Linked DNA regions of Danio rerio: region 1 is linked to region 2. The links are chromatin contacts, called in public Hi-C maps. All regions are on one chromosome and are shown on one strand. Each heading gives the region's core, a stretch centred on a gene start, on an enhancer-like site or on the middle of the called end of the contact. The rest is flanking DNA. Distances are from core to core; before and after follow the strand shown. Region 1 has its middle 57 kb from the start of mid1ip1b. Region 2 has its middle 130 kb from the start of bcor.

Region 1 (5,281 bases), core at 1,269-3,768, 110 kb after region 2:
CAGAACGAGAGGGGTAGTTGTGTTCATTCCAGCAGAGTCCCCTCTGAATACATGTAAACACACACACAGCGAGCGTGTGGGAATTAAACAGCATGCTGCCCACAAGAGTACATGATTATTTCATACTAATACACACTAAACAGAAAGTCAGGGAGATGGCATTCTTTTGTGGTTGATTTTTTATTTAAATGGTGTTTCATCCATTTTGTTTCAGGTTTTCTGATGAAAAAGCAGCATTTGCTGCATTTCTCTGGCTGGTACGTGTATGTATTTTTAGTTTTAGTATTTACATCCACTGGATTTTATATGAAATGTATGAGAAGGAAAATGGAAAAAAAAGAGCTTAATTATGTTATGTACACACACAGTTCAATAATAATAAATGCTGTTGATGGTGGTTTAGTTAAACCTTAACCATGTTTTGCTAAATATAGCAGAAACCAAATACGGATGACATCACAACATTTATGTTATTACAACACAAGTTACACACACAAATCATTTACCAAGTTCTCTCCTGTATTTTAATGCAGTATGTAACTTTACAGAGTGTCCATGGACATAATACACAGTACAAATGTTGCATGATATGCAGTTTCTTTTAAAAAACTATATAAGGGATAAAGTACTTCCAGGCGGTTGTTATCGCAGAATAAATCCTGATAGGATTATCGGTCTTCTGCAGCCCGACACAAGCACTGTTGTATAAGACTGAATTGAAGTGCTTTATTTTGAGAAAAAACACTCCTGGATGCACTTTATCCCGTTTATTACACTGCTACTTGCAACAAAACCCAAAAATTAGACACAAAATATTGTTCTGAGACGTAATCAGGGGCAGACTGGCCATAGGGAGCACCAGGACATGCCACTGTGACTCTGACCTGCACCCCCCCTGCTGTTCAGTTACCGATCGCCAACACCCTCGGATGCAGTATGAATAACAATAACTGTTCCTCGGGTGAAACGTTTGTCCCAGTCCCCCTCTGAATGTAATAATTAATGAATTATTTAATTAAAGGCAAAGCTGAAGGAAAATTGAAATGGCTGAATGGAGTGGATGAAGCATACACTAACCTACATATTATTCAGTCACAAGAACAGTCAAAAACCTAGGTGGAGACAGATAGTTAATTAATTCTTTCATTAAAGGTGCAGTAGGTGATTGTCTTCAGAAACATTTTTGTTGTGCTGGTTGAAAGTCTCTTCACAGTCCAGTAATAATGATTACAGTAAATGATCTAAATGTGTTTATATGTATTTTTATATTCTGGGTAAAGCATAAAACTAAAAAATGTTTATCCAATTAAATAGAGTCGGACCGTCATCTCCCTTAATTCCGATAGGCAGGTCAGACTGTCTGTCGGCAAATGTAGATTCCGACTCCTGCGCATCTGTTCACGCAGATCCACTATTAGCCTGTGCCTGTCTGCATCACAAACGCATGAGCTCCGAGCGAGCTGCGGGCCACTCGCAGATGCCGTGTCGGAGCCAGAGGCGCCGAAGGACAGCCGAGCACGGGCCGATTACTGTAAAGCCAGGCACGGGTATAATTCGCCTATAAAGCTGCCGCGCGGTCACAAGACGGACCGGGAGAAATCAAATGCTGAATTGAAACTTTTAAAAACCTGAATCAATATTAGAGTTACTTTAGCACGCTGGAGACACTGGAGGAAGGACGACACCATGGCTGAAGTATTACTGTTAGACAGGTAATGTTCTGTTTTGAAACTATTTTATGTTAGGGAGTGTGGCTTTGAATCACAGTCCCTCCCCGCCGTCCAAAGATAATATGCTTAGCGGTTAGCTTTTTAGCAGATCACCTACTGCACCTTTAAAGTATATATAAATATAGTTATACTTATCCTAATAAACTATATTAATAGTTAATTCATTTCTTAACTTAATAGCAAAGCTGACAGAAATTAAAATGGCTGAATGGAGTAGACAAAGCATACGCTAACCTACATATTATTCAGTCACAAGATGGCGCTGAACAGTCAAAAAAAGGTGGAGACAGACAAGCATATTACAGATCTGAACGTATTCACTGGCGATCGAGATGATTCGATGTTATCCCAGAATAACAAACCACGCAATGTCATCACTGACCAATCAGAATCAAGTATTCCAGACAGCCATGTAATAAAACACTTTGACCAACAGTGCTATGCTAAACTAGGCTAGCCACCAACAATATAGCGACAATAAACCTTGTCTGGTTTTATTTGATGCTTTAAAGTTGTTCTGCCATGGCAGATTAGGACACGCTGTGCGACTGTGTGGCAGCATTAAAACAATGAACCCGCTGCCCTGGTACGCAGCTCGCTCACAGGCCTCTTCTGTATTCTCCAGCACAGCGTTGTCCTCTCGGCAGAGCTGCGTGAGGGGGCCCTGTCAGCCAGAGCTCTGGCTGGAGGCCCAGACCACACACACATGCGCACACACATACACACACAGCTCTGTGACAGCAGGCAGAGAGCTTGGCACTGCCCGCCGTCAGACGAGGGCAGGCCGGAATGTCAGCGGGCGGCAATGGCTGCCACGGCAACAGATCCATCAGTGTCTGCAGAGGGAGATTCCATTAGCGTGACGATGGGTTACATCATCCATCTCCGCAGAGCTCTAGCCGGACAAGATGGGAAAAATCTATGAGTGTTCCGTGTTATTCATCAACAGTATTATGTTTTAAGCTGTGCATGTTCAAAATATACCAAAAAATATGGACATGTAAGAATGGAAAGAACCCCTCAGCACCATAGCAACGGCATGTTAAAAATCCTTTAGATCTTAACAATGGAACAGCAATGTGTTCAGGATCACTCAGAACACCTTAGCAGCAACTTGCTTTAAAACCATGTTTTTTTTTAGTTTTCATGGCGTCTGCATTGTACTCAAAACACAAAGAACACCTTAGCTACCGAATATCAACATACTTAAAGCACTTACTATACAGTGCATGCGGAAAGTATTCATAGTGCTTCACTTTTTCCACATTTTTCACATTCCAAGATTAATTCAATTAATTTATTTCCTCAAGATTGTACACATTACTCCATAATGACAATGTGAAAAAGATTTTTGTTTGAAATAGTTGCATATTTATTAAAAATAAAAAACCTGAAAAATCCAACACAATCTCACAGCAATTCGTAACTTTTTGATTTAGTGGCTAATTCGTATTCGTATATCGACTTTGTACGATCTAATTTGTACAATTTAGTACGAATTGCTCATCACCCAATGACGGTTGAGGTTAGAGGTGGGGTTAGGTGTCACGCCTCCTTTTTAAAATCATACATTTTTGTACGAATTAGCCACTAAACCGACAAAATGTAAAATACTTGCGTTTCCTTGTGAGATCAGGCTGGAAAAATCACATTTGCTTAGTCAACTTTTTTGGGAGTAATTTGGTAATACATGCTTAAGTGAATCAAATTTCGAATGTATTTAAATGACATCTAATTTATTCATAAATGTATACGATTCAGTGTTTTGAGGGATATTAAGTGACTATTTTAAAGGTTACTGTAGGTCAAACTATACAAATTATGTGTCCAATGTTTCTTTTTTTAGGCTACATGCAGATATAAACACCTATTTTAACGGAAACCTTTTTTTTTTTTTTAATTCTTAAGATGTCTTTCGATGCTCTAGAACTGCCAGCTTCATGTTGAATTATATTTTTCCTAGCGTTGATTGGTGCGATAATGGTATACATGGTATACATCGTAAAGGGGGGATCAAATGTAAATTTAAATAAATTTATAAATTCATTTTTAATTATTAATATTTAAGATATCAATCAGAGAAAGCAATTTCTTACTATTAAAAGGCTGACACCCCCCCCCCCCATCCCCACATTCCCAGACATTCAGGCAAATTACCGGTTATGTTACAACTTCTCTTTCCAGAAAATTGTCTGAACGAGTTTACCGGTATTTTCAAAAAGGGCATGTTCACACATACAGACCTTTCCGGAAAATTATCAGCAATTTTCTGGAAAGGTCTGTATCTGTGGAAAGAGCTAATGACAACATGCCAGAGCACCCGAACGTATTTTTAACAGTCGTGAAAATTTAAATGTAACACCTACTCATGACATACAACAATATCGGACCCAAAGTACATGTAGCGAACGGACAGTCTTCAAACGTAAGTTACACAAACCACCAAGAAACATCTGTAAGCAAATTTGTCATCATTATTGACTTTGTAAGTTTTTATTGAGCCGGAAGTTAGCACAAGCTTCTCTGTCGTCTGTTAGAGAGAGAGAGAGTGTGTGTGAGTGTGGGGGTTGAGTTCATATCTTACTGTAATCACTCATCGTTCACCCGGAGCAAAGAAAATCCTGAGAGCTTTACAAGAACCCCGACGACTGCTGACAGATCTGATGAAAGAGGGAAAAGGTGTGAAAGAACCGCGGCTGAAAATGACACTCTTTCTTTGATTGGCTCTCGTTTCGCTCTAAAGTTTATTATTAGGGATGCGCTGACCAGTGAAACCAGCAGAATTAAAGAGCCCATATTATACATGAAATAGGGTCATATCTTGGTTGTAAGGGTCTCCAACAACAGTCTTATATGCATGCAAGGTCAAAAAACACTTTCATGGTCTTATAATCTGCATTTATTTTTTACTTAATTATCCCAGCGACTCCTCTATGAATCGTCCAGGGATTCATTTGTTCCCAAACCCCTCCTTAGCGCGAAGCTAATCTGCGCTGATTGGACCAGTGACAGTCTGTTGCGATTGGTCGACTGCCTTCAGTCAGAGAGTGAAATGCCAAACAGCTAATCAGCAATATAAAAGTAATCACAGTTCATACACGCTCGATAGTGTAGGCGTGGATTTTAGCTGCCAGTGGGTCAATGTAAATACAGACTATGGACTTGAAAATACAGACGACTAACTATTTTATTGAGCAAAAACTCCAAAAACAGTTGAGGAGATCTCCTAGCTTCTCACTCTGCTTTTTTCACAGACACACACACACACATATTGCACACACACGCACTTAACCCTGCTCCGGACGACAACGCGCGCGCACACACAAACACACACACCTCCGGATGACAGCGCGCGCACACGCACACACAGACACACACACTACTCCTCGTCCACGGAGCTCCGTTAACAAAGCAGCACGCGTCGCGTTTTTAACGTGACTTTGCACGCGATAAGAGAATATAGCGAGTTAACCTGATACAGTACACGCGGTTACAAGTAACAAATCACAACTAAATACATTTGCAAGCTAGAGTCAACGAGGCAACTTTAA
Region 2 (5,277 bases), core at 854-3,353:
AAACCCCCTGGTCGCCAACATTGGTATAGAATCCGAAGCAGCTGCTCGTAACATGCTTCAGAGTAGTTACTAACACCACAGTACACAGTATGCGGTTCTTGACAGTGTTATTTAAATTTTGTTGGCAGGTATGTGTGCGAGTCCAATGCAGGAGTGGATAAAGCAGTGCAGTTAAACACCAGCATATTGCTCTATTCTTAACCATGACAAACATTCAGTATTAATCCAGACAGCGGCAAAAGCTGAACTATTTTAAACCTTGACCACCATAGCATAGGCAAACAGTAGTGAAACGAGAATTCACAAATGCATTTAAATCCATAAACAAAGCAGCACATGCCACTTTTTTAATGTGGCATTAGACGCGATATGAGAATATAAATAGTTAACCACATACAGTACAAGCGGTATCAAGTAACAAAACACAATTAAATACATCATTTGCAAGCTAGAGAAAACAAGGAGGCAACTATTTTAATCGCACTTACACTTGTAAAATGGTGGAAGAAACTGGTCCCTGAACTTTCTACTGTAAAGTTCCTGTCGAGCTCTGACGAAGTCCCAAACATCAATAGTCTTTTCTGATCCTTGCATTAACAAATGTAAGGGTGACTGCTAATATTAATGTCTTTCTCTTCTTATTTGCTACTGTTTTTGGGCGGGGCCGCAGGTTTAAATTTTCCTGGGTTTGCGCGATTAACAATTTGGACGAGGCTTAAGTTTTGTATTGGCGTCATGCTGAAAGGGTTAAAGACTCATTGTCAAGCTGATTCATTTGAAGCACTATGAGAGGCAGAAGCACTATTTATTTATTTTTTTTAAATGAATCAATAGTTTTAAACACTGTCAGATTTAAGCCTTAGCCAGATATTAGAGCTGTGTTACACACTACATGAAAGGCCATTTTCAAAACCCACAATAGGGGCTCTTTAAACCATGTTTACTAAACGCCTGGTTTTTCTAACCATGGTATAAGCAGCATGCACATGTTTTGAATATTTTTTGCAGTACGTAGTTTGTCCACAAGATTTTAGAGTTAAAGGACCCACCAAATTAAAATTAAGTTTTTTTTTGTTTTGTTTATTTGTTTTTTTTTTAGATGTTATCTAAAGTATATCAGTATTGTTGGTTTTTAGGATGTCTACGGTGCATCCGGAAAGTATTCACAGCACTTTACTTTTTCCACATATTTTTATGTTACAGCCTTATTCCAAAATGGATTAAATTCATGCATTTCCTCAAAATTCTGCACACAGTACCCCATAATGACAATGTGGAAAAAGAGTTTTTTAAAATTTGTTGCATATTTATTAAAAAAATAAAAAACCTGAAAAGATCACATGTACAGAAGTATTCACAGCCTTTGCTCAATACTTTGTTGATCTATCGTTAGCAGCAATTACAGCCTCAAGTCATTTTGAATATGATGCCACAAGCTTGGCACATCTGTCTTTGGGAAGTTTTGTGCATTCCTCTTTGCAGTACCTCTGAAGCTCTATCAGGTTGGATAGAAAGTGACAGTGTACAGCCATTTTCAGATCTCAACAGAGACATTTAATAGGATTTAGGTCTGGGTTCTGGCTGGGCCACTCAAGGACATTCACCGAGTTGTTGTAAAGCCACTCCATTGATATTTTGGCGGTGTTCTTTGGGTCATAGTCCTGCTGGAAGATGAACCGTCACACCATTCTAAGGTCAAACACTCTGAAGGTAAGATAGATTACTTTAAAAAGATGTAAAAACTCAAATGATACCCAATCAGGACTTAATTAAAATTATAAGGTACTCTCAGCTCACTTATGAATGGTGAAATAAATCTAGGTTATGTAGGTTGTTGTGTTGTTAATCTTAGTCATTTACTTGCTAATCTTCCTTTGAACTACCTACAGTATCTCAGAAGAGTGAGCGCACACACAGCCAACACTGCTCAGCGGAGCGACTGATTTTTCACACAGGCAGCGAGTTGTGAAAACAGAGATAGAGAGAGAGCGAGAGAGAGAGACGAGCAGAAGAGAGAAAAAGCAGGCAGGACACAGCGCTCCGCTCAGCCAGCGAGGCTCCGCCGCTCTGCGTGAGTGTGTGACTGTCTCATGTGGGCCCTTCAGTCCTCGAGGCGTTTTGTTCCCCCTCCCTGCGCCGGCCCCCAGCCCTGCTAATCCTTTTGAGACACACACACGCACACACATTTCCCAAGGCTCCGAGGCGCTCTACGCTGCTGCTTATCTCCGCACTCCACCGAGCTACGCTACACACACACACACGCACACACATAAACACAACAGATCTCAGCTTTGGCTCTGACATCTAACACGTCTACACTGCAAATATGCGACGTGACGAAACTAGAATGCTCCTTATAAAGGGTTGATTTTGCTTTTGTTCGCTATAACATGAGCACTCTGCTTTCTGCCTATTTGGGCATTTGCTGTGATTTTTACCAGTCTTTTGGTGTAGTTTCTTTCCTAGCGATGTAGACAGCTTTGTTGATGACTGGAGAGTTCCAGTTGTCGCAGTTTTGTTTGACTATAAATCGATCCAGTTGTGGTTTTAGTTTGAGCTTTTGTGTGTAAATGGTTTTCTCTTTAATGGTGGCCAGTGTTGGGTTAGTTACTTTAAAAAAGTAGTAATTACAAATTACTGATTACTACTGGAAAATTGTAATCTGATTACATTACTAATCCGCTTGTTAAGTTGTGACGTATCGGTGACGCATGGAGTACTGTTTCTGGGTCCAAGCCACTACTCATTTGAATTGAGAAAATATTTGTTTATGGCCACATTTTAGTCATATCACACGTTAAAATGAATTTTATATAAAGTCATGGTGTACACAACAGTCTCTGGACTTGCTGCATTACAAATGCCAAAATTGTAACTAAAATTGATATTGTAATAAAATAAAATTGTAATAAAAATTCATCACTTTTTGGCCTTCTGATATTATGCATGGACATGTATATTGCGATGGTGATTTTTCGAAAGCAACACATCGCTTTGTTAACTTTTCTTATTACTAGGCGCACACGGAATCTGCGCGCGCAGAATTCTGCAGATTTTCCGCAGAATTCCACAGATTTTTAGCCTATTATTAATTTTGTTTTTTTACTTGTGTAAATGTGTAAATCTGAATTTATATTGTTTTCATTCAGTAATTTATTACTTTTAATTTAATATATTAAGGTTTTAGTTATGATACTCGGCTGGATAATCCCAAAATAATTTCGCCGAAATCTGCAGATTTTTACCAAAATTCTCCGTGGAAATGTCAACAAACAACCGCAGATACCGTCTGGCCCTGCTTATTACCATTCGATGAGTCTCCCCATACCGTTTGATATAGCGATTGGACCCGGAAGCCGCTTCGCATGAGGTCACACTTAACAAGCGGATTATGTAAAAAGTATTGTAGGTTTGTTGCATTACTGACAACAACCATTTGATTGTTGATTGTTGATAACCATTGATAATGCATAAGTTGTTGTATGAAGCTTTGCATTGTTTGGATGCAGTGTAGACAGAAGGCGGCATGGTGGCTCAGTGGCTAGCACAGCAATAAGTTGGCGTTTCTGTGTGGAGTTTGCATGTTCTTCCTGTGTTCACATCGGTTTCCTCCGGGTGCTCCAGTTTCCCTCACAGTCCTAAGACATGCGCTGTATGTGAATTGAATAAGCTAAAATGGCCGTAGTGTACAGTATGTATGTGTTTGAATGTAGGAGTGTTATTGGATTGCGGCTGGAAGGTCATCCACTGTGTAAAACGTATGGCGGAATAGTTGGCGATTCATTCCACTGTAGCAACCCCAGATAATTAAAGAACTAAGCCAAAGGAAAATGAACATGTTTTTTTTATCATACTTTACAGTGTAGTTTTCACTGATTATATCGCAAGTTCTACGTTTGATGCTAATTTTGAGTTACCGAGATTGTTTTTTTTTTTTTTTTTACTTCATTTGCAGTGTTTTAAGTCAGCTGCTTTTATCAACATCCTTTTGAAAGCATTTTAAGGCCTGGCATATACTGTGATTTCCATGCCATTTCAGCAAGGTACTAACTCACACCGCATGGGAAGATCACATGCGATGTAAAGCCAAAGTTTTCAATCATGTGTACACACTGAACATTTGACTGCTCACAATACGCATGTAAAGTCAACATGGCTCATTCCCTTCTTCCTCTTTCTCTTATTTTTGTGTTGGATGGGAAACTAGCATATGTTGTAATTTAAAGCACCTAGTGGTGAAGAGTGTGAAGCTCGGGTGGAAAGGAAGAAATTAAGAACCACCCAAAATCTTTATATTTTTACGAAACAAATTTGTATCTCGCAAATATATGAACAGAATATGGTATTATTGTTTGTGTGTGTTCTGGAATATATCCCTTTAGTACCAGTGCAAACCCTTGAAATTTGTGTGTGTGTGTGTTTCTGATTTCACTCATGTACAGTGAGTACCAATCAATCGGTTTGAAGCTGTGATTTAACTGTGCAATTCCCTGAACAAAACTTCTGAACACCTGATTGCTGATTGGCAGAGGTTAATTAATTATCATCGAATGAAAAAAACATGACAAATGTTCGCATGACAAAAATGAATTTCGGCCCAAAAATTCAGAAGTTTAAACCAAAATCGCAAGTATAAGCTCAGCCTGATGCAGGTGTTCTACGTTTTTTGCATATCTCAACAGCTTTGGTGATCATAACGCAAGAGTTCTGGTTTTGTCACATTGTGCGCTTACATACATTTCCTCTTTGTTGCTTCATTTAGTTCGGTTGTAGCATTGACAGATGATTAACGAAAACATTCTAGTTTTGATGTCTTCCATTTCTTGTATTTATTTAACCCTCTATTAACTGGAGTTTTAACTACCTGGTTACCTTTTTGTCCATGGGATATCTTTAAAACAAAACAAAGCTCCAAATTTGGGTATCACTTTATTTTGATAGTCTCTTTAACACGTTTTGTTAAATTTAAGTCACATTGCATCTACATGCTAATTAATTCTCAATACATTATAAGTAGAGTGTTAGGTTGGGATTAGGGTTAGTGTAAGCTGACATGTACTTGCAAAGTTTCTTATAGTCTGTTAAATGTCTGTTAAAAGAGCAGTATCAACAGATATTAAGCAGACGGTCTACTAATACTCAAATGAGAAGTAACTTTAGTCAACAAATTGTGCAATTGTTGAAAAAGTCTTACCCAAATTTGCCTCTCAGAATAACAATTTAAGCAAAGAAAATGGCCAAAAAAGTAGAAGTGTAAGGGTCAACATGTTTTGCCAT

Evidence for each region. A called contact is a pair of places that touch in the nucleus more often than the background predicts.
Region 1: a Hi-C map of an unstated tissue shows a contact between it and region 2, with 3 times the contacts expected there. The contact joins two enhancer-like sites. A contact is called at or near these places in 5 of 18 Hi-C or Micro-C datasets (caudal fin, embryo, fibroblasts and 2 more).

What each region holds. Positions count from the first base shown.
Region 1 is chr22:11,031,478-11,036,758 of GRCz12tu, forward strand. It overlaps a transcript of sgsh not described here. Among named protein-coding and RNA genes, the nearest start is that of mid1ip1b, 57 kb to the right of the region's middle. Within about 2 kb of position 2,519, at least 26 of the 62 cell types and tissues checked have an H3K27ac peak or open chromatin away from gene starts, as enhancers often do. A contact at or near this core is called in caudal fin, where this site is marked.
Region 2 is chr22:10,923,223-10,928,499 of GRCz12tu, forward strand. It overlaps a transcript of sgsh not described here. Among named protein-coding and RNA genes, the nearest start is that of bcor, 130 kb to the left of the region's middle. Within about 2 kb of position 2,104, at least 50 of the 62 cell types and tissues checked have an H3K27ac peak or open chromatin away from gene starts, as enhancers often do. A contact at or near this core is called in caudal fin, where this site is marked.